Regions from separate parts of the Gossypium hirsutum genome. Here all the other regions are linked to region 1. The links are chromatin contacts, called in public Hi-C maps. All regions are on one chromosome and are shown on one strand. The core of a region is the stretch at or near the end of the contact, and the rest is flanking DNA. Distances in the headings are between cores, read along the strand shown. Region 1 has its middle 35 kb from the start of LOC107944529. Region 2 holds the start of LOC107948905. Region 3 holds the start of LOC121213667.

Evidence for each region. Hi-C and Micro-C count contacts between places; a contact is called where the count stands out from the background.
Region 2: a contact with region 1 is called in a Hi-C map of leaf, with 4 times the contacts expected there. The contact joins the promoter of LOC107948905 here to the enhancer-like site in region 1. A contact is called at or near these places in 4 of 34 Hi-C or Micro-C datasets (hypocotyl and leaf).
Region 3: a contact with region 1 is called in a Hi-C map of leaf, with 2.0 times the contacts expected there. The contact joins the promoter of LOC121213667 here to the enhancer-like site in region 1. A contact is called at or near these places in 11 of 34 Hi-C or Micro-C datasets (anther, callus, hypocotyl and 2 more).

The regions. Positions count from the first base shown.
Region 1 is chrD01:46,543,162-46,546,222 of Gossypium_hirsutum_v2.1, reverse strand. No RefSeq gene overlaps it. Among protein-coding and RNA genes, the nearest start is that of LOC107944529, 35 kb to the left of the region's middle. Within about 2 kb of position 1,457, at least 1 of the 9 cell types and tissues checked has an H3K27ac peak or open chromatin away from gene starts, as enhancers often do. A contact at or near this core is called in leaf, where this site is marked.
Region 2 is chrD01:46,314,064-46,317,124 of Gossypium_hirsutum_v2.1, reverse strand. It overlaps LOC107948905, which reads left to right and starts at 1,625. Exons shown (of 9, transcript XM_041086547.1): 1 at 1,625-1,988; 2 at 3,022-3,061. The coding sequence starts at 1,749. It also overlaps the pseudogene LOC121213589.
Region 3 is chrD01:46,385,390-46,388,450 of Gossypium_hirsutum_v2.1, reverse strand. It overlaps LOC121213667, which reads left to right and starts at 1,413. Exons shown (of 10, transcript XM_041086549.1): 1 at 1,413-2,208; 2 at 2,299-2,436; 3 at 3,052-3,061. The coding sequence starts at 1,762.

The sequences.
Region 1 (3,061 bases), core at 208-2,707:
AAACGGTTAGCTAGAGACTTAGTCGCATAAAGAGTTTCTAACCTTTTCCACAAGGCGGATGAGGTTTTTTCCATCAATACCTCCTGTAATACCGTATTCGCGAGGCACAACTGGACTGTAGATAAGGCCTTTTCATCAAGCTCTTCCCATTCTGTTTGATTTAGATTTTTAGGCTTTTTCCCTGTAACAACCTTTTTCAAGTCGGTTTGAACTAGAATTGCCATCATCTGAACTTGCCACAGATTGAAATTTGTCTCACTATCGAACTTTTCAATTTCAAACCTTGTTGCTGCCATCTTTGAATGGGTTAATCTATGAAAACTAAACTAGCTCTGATACCACTTGTTGGGATCGACCCGATTAAGCAACAAGTAAAAAAAATATCCGAATAAATTGAGAAATTGGATACACAAATTTAATGTAGAAAAACCCTCCGAAGAATATAAAAAAACCACGGGCAAAGATAATTTTATTATAATGGCAAAAGAACGAAGAGTACAAAAGATGGAGATAAAAACTAAACCCCGAAAACTCGAAAGCAAAGAACCCTCAAAACGTAAACACAAAATTCTCTAAATGTGTTATGAGTTCTAATCTCTAGTTGGTGTATTTTCTAAGGTTGTAAAAGAGCCTATTTATAGGCTAAATTCATTTGTCAAATAATAATAAAATAATCTAGACTAATCAAAGTTTAATTGAAACAAATAAACATAGTTTAACTGAAAGATTATTTCTCAAAATTGACTAAAATAGGAGTCATACTCAACACATATAATTCACATTAAATTATGAATTTAATCTCTAAACATTTTTATTTTTTATCGAAGCTAAATAAATAAAAGGGAAATATTTACTTACACTGGTGTAAATTTAAAGTCATGTTTTATACACACATTTACACACCTTTATAACTTTTGTATAATTAATTTTTTAATGATCTATTTGTCATATTTTATATTCCATTTATATAGATTTTGTATGTCAAAATTAGCATAAATTAAAATTTATTTATTTTACGTAAAAAAATCAGCCATTCAATATATATATATATATATATGATACTTTAGATCGCTATAATAGATATATGAGATAAGTTCTAAAATTTATACATACGACAAACACAATTATGTCAATAAATACAATCATTAAATCATTAAATATTAATAAATATAAAAAATTACAAAAAAAATATTATTTTTACACTAGAGAATTTTGTGATGAATAATGTAATATATGAGAATAGGTGCATTTATGACATGATTATGAAGGTGAAAAAGGGAATATTGAAATTGAATTGGGGTGGGGTGATATGATATGTAAGCAATGGAATGGAGGTAGGCCAAGGCTGGTCTAAACACAAAATTTTAGGGCCCAGACAAGATTATGGGCCTCCACTGGTAACATGCAAACCACGCCAGGGTCCGTGCTTCCGCCTGTGCCATCCAGATTCTTATTCTGACTCTGATTCAGCTTCAGCTTTTACATGTTCAGTGCAGGCAGCAGGCCAGCCAGCCGGCAAACTGCAACGTCAAAAAATGGAAATATTTTGAAATATTCAATCATACTGTTTAATTCAAATTCAATTTGGCTCCAACTTATGCTTGATTAATTGATTAACAATAAATTACACTACGTCTAACACCACTAAATCATTAATAAGTTTATATTTTAGTCTTTTAACTTTAAAACGTTACAAAATAATTATTAAATTATTTAAAAGTTTTTATTTAAGTCACGGAGTTGTTAAAATAATTGTTGTATAGTTTTCTCTGGCCGTCGCACCTGCAGCATTAATCTCTTTTAAAATTTAAATTTTTTTCATGAAATAGTTTTCTTCTCTTATATCTAACACTAACGTTAGCAGGGGTGGAGCTAGGGGCCTGACAGGGGTAATAAAATTGCAATTTGACACTAAAAAAAAATAAAAATTTAATTTAATCCTTTAAAAAATATAAAAATGTATACTATTGAAATAGTGAAATTATAGTTTTACTATCGTAAAAATATATAATTTAATTCCGACCCCCTAATTTTTTTTTTGGCTTTGCTCCTGACTATCAGATCGACTTGGATCTAAAGTGTGTTCTACTCATCAATGTGTATTAATTCACCGTACCGATCGTCAAATTATTGCTTGGAGCTCGCTAGCTAATATTTTTTTTATATAAACAAAAAAGTTAGCAATTTTGTGACTTAAATAAAAACCCTAAAATAATTCAATTACTTAAATGAAAACTTTCGAATAGTTTAATGAACATTTTTAAAATTTTTAAAGTTAAGTGAGTAAAATTTAAATTTAGTTGTGTGATTTTAAGAGAAGTTTACTCTAACAAAAATAAACAACTCAATTAACAAGTCAATAAATAGCTAGACATAAAATTCAGTCAAGCTCGTTAGGTGAAAACTTAATTTGAAAACTCAACAACGCAATGCATAAAAATCAGAATATTGCAAAAGGTGACGAAGATTAAAATCTGCGAAATTCTAGTTTCATACAGATAAATGATAAATCGTTTTTTTATAGATTTTTTTCTAGCATCAATACTCGTTTTTCTTAAAATATATCAAGAAGGAAAATTATTTAATAAATTGAATCGACACCAAAATTATTTATCAAAATAGGTTGAATTTACAACATTTCGACAAAAAGATCCGTGTGATTTGGAGTCTTTAATTTTTGAGTCAACAATTGATGGGTTGGATTAAAAAAAGTAGAGGAAATCCATTTAATTGATTTTATATTTATTCCAAATAGAAATCAAATCAATCTATTAAATAGATTTATCCGATCAATTTTTACTTGTCACTTCAACTATTAATTGTTTTAATCGAGAATGTTATAGACTGCCATGTACTTAGCGAGAAAATACATTCATTTGTGAATGTGATTCATTCTCTTACTTCATTATTTTCATTTATTTCTGTTCTTTTTTATATCATTACATCTTCCCTCATGAAAAGTCAATTATTATAAAATAACAATCAAACCATTTATCACAAAGACAAATGATCGTGGTCACGTTTACTTTTCATCTATCATGTAATGCTGATGAGAGGATAT
Region 2 (3,061 bases), core at 376-2,875, 230 kb after region 1:
ACGCTTAAAGTTATCCTGAAATCCAAAATTTCTCAATAGTTGATATGATTTCTTCCATTGTAATGGCTACGAAAAAACCTTAATAGCATCCATAGCTTTTCCTTTCCTACAAAAACCCAATATAACAGTATTATAATGCACAATATCAACATTACACCCTTTAACTTTCATTCTACAAAGAAGCTTATAAGCTTCTTTAAGCTTCTTCTTCTTACACAAACTATTCAGCAAAGTAGTATAACTCAATGAATCATGTACGAATCCTTTATTCAACATATCTTCCAACAAATCTACAGCTCTATTCACTTGACTCTTCCTACATAGACCTTGCATTAATATCCTATAAGACTCAGCATCAGGCATAACGTCTCTCTCAAACATTTTGTTGAATATTTTGTAGGCAATGCTTAAATCTCCGTTCAAACAAAACGCACCCATCAAAATGTTGTAAGATTTGGTATTGGGGAAAACACCGTATTTATGGGTAGTCTTGAAAAGGTCGAAAGTAGGCATGATGAAGTTACAATGAGAAATAATAAGCTCGAGGATATGATTTAAGTGTCTGGGTAAAGGCTTAACGTTGAATTCAAGCATTTTGTAGAACACATTGAGAGCTTTCTCGAGTAAATCAGCTTCGACGTAGATTTTGATAAGGTAAGAAAAGAGAGTTGGGGTTACTCGATATTGATCAGATTTTAGACGAGCGAGAAGGTCGTCGATAAGAGAGAAGTTCTTCGAACAACCGAGTTTGAGGATGAGGACGAGGAAGGAAGAGTAAGAGTGACGAAAACTGGGTTGGGTGGTGGTGACATCGAAGATTTCTTTAGCGAGGAAAGGGTCGGACTGGGTGGATATCAGTTTCAAAACTCACATAGGGGAAGCTATTGGCGACGGTGATGGTTGTCGTTGATTTGAAAATTGGAGGCATCTCCATTTTTTCTCTTCTCCTTCTCCTCTTCTTCTTGTTTTTCTTCTTAAACCCTAAATTGGTGCTGATAGGGCTGTTAAATTTGTGGTAACTGACCAGCTGAAGGGTTTTTTGACACCAAGCACTCCGTCATCTGCCATGTCACTTTGCCGTGACATCTGTGACGGAAAACGACAAAAAGGACTGCTTTGTCATTTTTCCAAAGTTGAGTGACTGAAATGAAACTAAGGTGACTGTTTTGTCAGCTACCCCAAAGTTGAGTGACTGTTGGTGTAATTTACCCTTAAAAAATATATTTCTCTAATAAAAATAAATGACTTATTGTTATAAAAGAAAGCATCAAATGAAATTATATATATCTTGCTTATAATATGGAATGAAAGAATTAGGAAGGATGAAGGTGAAGATGAAGATGAAGATGAAGATGAAGATGAAGGGGGACGGAGGAGAAGTGAAAAATATAATATTAAATAATAATTTTTTTTATTTTTATTTAATATAAATTTTTAATTTTTAATATTTTATATAATTAAAAATGGTCCACGAGTTGAAAGTTTTTTTTTTTTTTTAACGGAGGGTAAAAGGTTGAAAAGAAATTTTAGGCAACTAATTCAAAAAAGTATAGCTTGAGGGCTTATTCATCAATTAAGTAAAAAAAAAAAGGAAAGCTTAAATATTCGGTGGCAAAAATCTAGTACATTCCATTATCCGGGCAGTGAGGAAAGGCTAAGGGAAGTGCCACTTCTACAGGGAGAATAACAATATAAAACCTAACACACCCGCAAAACCCTGCTTCCAATCTCACTGTTTTAGGCCAAAAATGATTGCCTCTGCTACTCTCTCACCTTACTTTAACATTAAGCTGCTCAATCCCCGGCATGTGTTTACAACCACCAAACCCAGGAGAAAATACTCTACCTTTTCTACAAAGTTCCATCTCAATCATCTTTGGAACGGTTTCCTCCAACCCAAGTCGTGCTCCCTCCGCACAGTCCTTAGGAAAGTTAGTGATGATGGTGGTTCCATTGATGCCAACCCACAGGAATCTGCTGCTGTTTCTGTAAGTTCCCAAGTCTAAGCTTCTTGCTTTCCCATCTGTGTCCTCAAAATTTGACTTCGAGAGCTTGTTCTGTTTGTTTTTCTTTTCTTTTTATATAGTTTTTTATTTGTTTAATGGGATGAAAGATGTTTCTAATTTAGAAACTAGAAACTGTATGGTTTCAGAATGTAACTTATTGGTCAAATGAAGTGCCTTTAAAACTTGTTAATACTATCATTTTCACTGGAAAACTGTTTTGGGGTTTACTCTATATTTGAAGGAATAAAGTTTTGATTTTGGATAAAAAATTGGGAACTTTACTTTTTCAGATAGAACGTAGTAATTCTTTTGTTTTTTGGCCATGGTGGTCGGCTATACAGATCATATTTGGGCCTCTGTGCCTGTTAAGACCATATCATTAGTGTAGCATAGAGTTTTCACTGAAGATGGGTTTTATGGAGCTTTGGCGAAATTAATCTTAAGAATGGAAGTCAAATAATGGTTGTCTAAGTGTTCTAGATTTTGAGCGATGTTAAAGAACGATAATTGAGCTTGATGAAATGTTACACATAGGTGACATAAGGTTATTTATTTGAATTGGAATGAGATAATTAGACATTTGAAAGGTGACATAAGGAGCTGGCTTATGCTCCCCTGCAGAACAGATTGAATGTTATCATCTCATTGTTGGATTCATACAATTTAAACGGTAGCTGTTAGGAGAGACTTTGATTGCTGACCTCTTGAGCTTTGCCTTTAGACTCTTGCTTCATGTCTTCTTTTTCTTAGCCTTATGTTTAAATTGAAGCTTTTAAGGACCCTGAAAAACTTTAGATGGTTACTTTTAGTCTTTGAATTTGCAACTCTTTCCTTTTTATTTTTCCCATAAGTTTTTGGAATGTACTTGCAATTAAAATTAAACTTTTATTCTAACTTCTCCCTCTCCTTTTTCCCAACTCCTCTTTCTTTTTTATTTCTTATTTAGATTTCTTAAGATAAGAAATGTTTATTAATTTTAGGTACATAATAATGCAGCTTGTTATGCTAATTCCAGGTTGGTGAAGGGACAAGCAGTAGCTCCTCCACTTTAGGTG
Region 3 (3,061 bases), core at 164-2,663, 160 kb after region 1:
TTTATCCATTGGCACCCCTCCTACTTTCTCACAAGCATATAATATTTCATTGAAATCACCACATACCAACCATGGAAGATCTTGTTGACGCCTTAAGCCTCGTACCACATTCCAAGAGACATATCTTTTACGGGCATAAGGATTATCATAAAAACCCGTGAACCTCCACTGTTTACCTATCTCATTGTCTATAACCTTAGCATCAACATGATTCCTAGAAAAACTTCGAAGCTTAATTGTAGTGTCCCCTTTCCATGCCAAACACAACCCTCCTCTTGACCCATCTGCAGCAACATCTATACCATTAAAAAAACCACATCTTCTTCTCACTCTTTCAATCTGATCCTTACTTAACTTTGCCTCTACAAAGAAAACCACTTGGGGATTATACACCTTCAGCATGTACCGAAGTCTTCTTACAGCCCGTGGACTCCCCAATCCACGGACGTTCCAACTTATGATTTTCATTGCGACCGGTCAACTTGCCCCTTAGCAGCTGCCAATAAAAAGTGATTTTGTCCTACCACCCTCCTTTCCCGAACAACCAAAGTACCCAACTCCTTATCTCCACTCGAACTTATACCCTCCCTTCTAGGCCTCTTTTTTCCATCCCCACCCTCTATAACACAATCTTCTGAATCATGCTTCATATCCACTTAATCCTGAATTTTCACTGACTCCCTATCAAGGCTTAAAGATAAATTGATATCTCCTTCCAAGTTCACTCCCAATATAGGATCAATATGAGAGCCAACTTCTCCCCTTCCTCTCATTCCCCCTTACTCCAACTAGAAACATTATTACCAAACCGACTACCCCCTTTTATTCTTTCGTCCTCATCACGTAACCAAACATTACTTATGGCAAGAGCTTTCCTAGACTGAGCTTTCAACGACATATCCCAACTGAACTCTGCAACCTCAACCCTCAATGACATTTTTGCTTGATAGAACGAGCCGTTATGCCCTAACTTTCCACAAAAGAAACAAAATAGAGTCAATCTCTCGTATTTAAAAGAGACATAAAAACAGCTACCAGACGCGAACATCACTTTCTTCTTTCTCTTTAAAAGGCGTCTAACATCCAATTGAACCTTTATATATAAGTAACTTCACAACCCTTTCCAAGAAAATCACCCAATTGTCTGGCCATAGCATCATAAAAGAAACCCGGGGGCACATCATGAACCTGTACCAAAAAATTCACAAATATTAAAGGTACCCTCTTCAAATCTTCTCTCAATTTCATTCAATGTAACAACAGTAGATGATTATTAAAAGTCCACGGAAACCAGCACCCTCTCCATATCCATTTTATGGAAAAACTTCTCATAGCCGGGAAATAAAAAATGCTTGCCATTAGAAAACAACCTATCAAATAATATATACTTTATCAAAGAAATATAATATATTTTAATTGTTACACGCTATCATCCCTATATCGCACGAAAGAAAACTATGTATCGCAGGAAAAGAAAAAGAAAATTGATTTCCAAATTAGCAGATAATAGAATGGGAAGAAAAATATTTAGCAAAGGATAATATAAATAATAATTAATGTCCGTTTTTCTGAATCGTTTGTCTCGTCTCCTCCGTCCGCAATGCATCCCTAATCTGAGCAAAAGTATTTACGCGTTTTGCGTTGCTTAATTCCTTATTATCCATTCCCTTTTCTCCTTTTCTTTCCTTATTTATATTTCCTTTTCTCACTATTTTCCTCTCCAATTTTCCTTCTTTCATTTCTCTCCAAATTTTCCCAACAATGGAGTCCGTCGATCTTCACGAAACCACCAATGCCAACCACGTTGACCACGGCTGGCAAAAGGTCTCTTATCCCAAACGTCAACGCAAGACCAAGCCCAACGCCGATCCCAACCTCCCCCGTCCTAACGGAACCCTAACTAATGGCTCCGCCAGCGTTTTCCATTCCCTCGAGCAACAGTCCGATGATCGCCGTCGTCGGATTGTTGAAGCTCAAAGAGCTTACGCTGCTGCTGCCATTGATGCCGATGCCAAGCATAAGCCTAAAAGATCGGTCATCGATGATTCCGACGATGACGATGGCAGTGATCTGGATGGCCTTAAACCTAACGGGAAGCCAGCAGATGAGGAGAAGAAGGCGAAGCAAAAGAAGCCGAAGAAGCCTAAGGTTACGGTTGTAGAAGCCGCTGCGAAGATCGATCCCACTGATCTCTCTGCTTATTTCGCTGTAAGTGTACCAAGATGATAAATTTGATTGTCTTTTGCTTGGATAACTGGATTCATTATATAAATATTTTTAATTTGTCTGGGGAATTAGGAATGGAATGGCGAACAGCAAGAAATTCAAATGCAGAAGTTTGCGGATTACTATGGTAAGGTATTTCAGCTAGTGGTAGCGGGGCAGTTTCCTTGGTTGAAGCTTTTCAGGGAGAGTACCGTTGCCAAGCTTGCTGATGTGAGTGTTTTTTTTTCTTTGTGTGTGTGTGTGCGCGCTCTGGGTTTATTATTATTATTTTATTTGATCACAATTTGAATTTGTTGATTATGTTAGCTAGATTGGAGGAATGGAGGAGGTTTTAACGCATTAATTTCTTGCATGATTGAGTGTTCAAATTGAGAACTTTTTGCCAAAGCTCGATTTGTGGTTTGACCAGATTAACGGGCTATCATCCATGGTTTTGCCAGGAATGTGATTGGAATTTTTAGTTTTATTTGAGTAATCATAAATAATTGCACTGATTTATGATTTTCCATTGCGCCATCTCAACTTTTGATATTATGTTAGTTTTAACATTTAAAATTATCCTACAATTCTTTTTATTTGAAGAAACATATCTTTTTGAATTGACCTTAAACTTTTTTCTCATGTTGTTTAAACTTTAATTGTTATTCTAAGGTTCTTTCCATCTGTCATTTTCAGACCTTTCTATGTGATGTCTTCACTGTCGTTATTGTGCTTACTCTTTTTTTTCAGATGTCAATTAGATTCCTTTTGTTCTCTATTGATCGTTGCTTAACTTTGTATTATATATTTTATTTTTCTGACCAAAGTGAATTTGTCCTTCAACAGATACCACTTT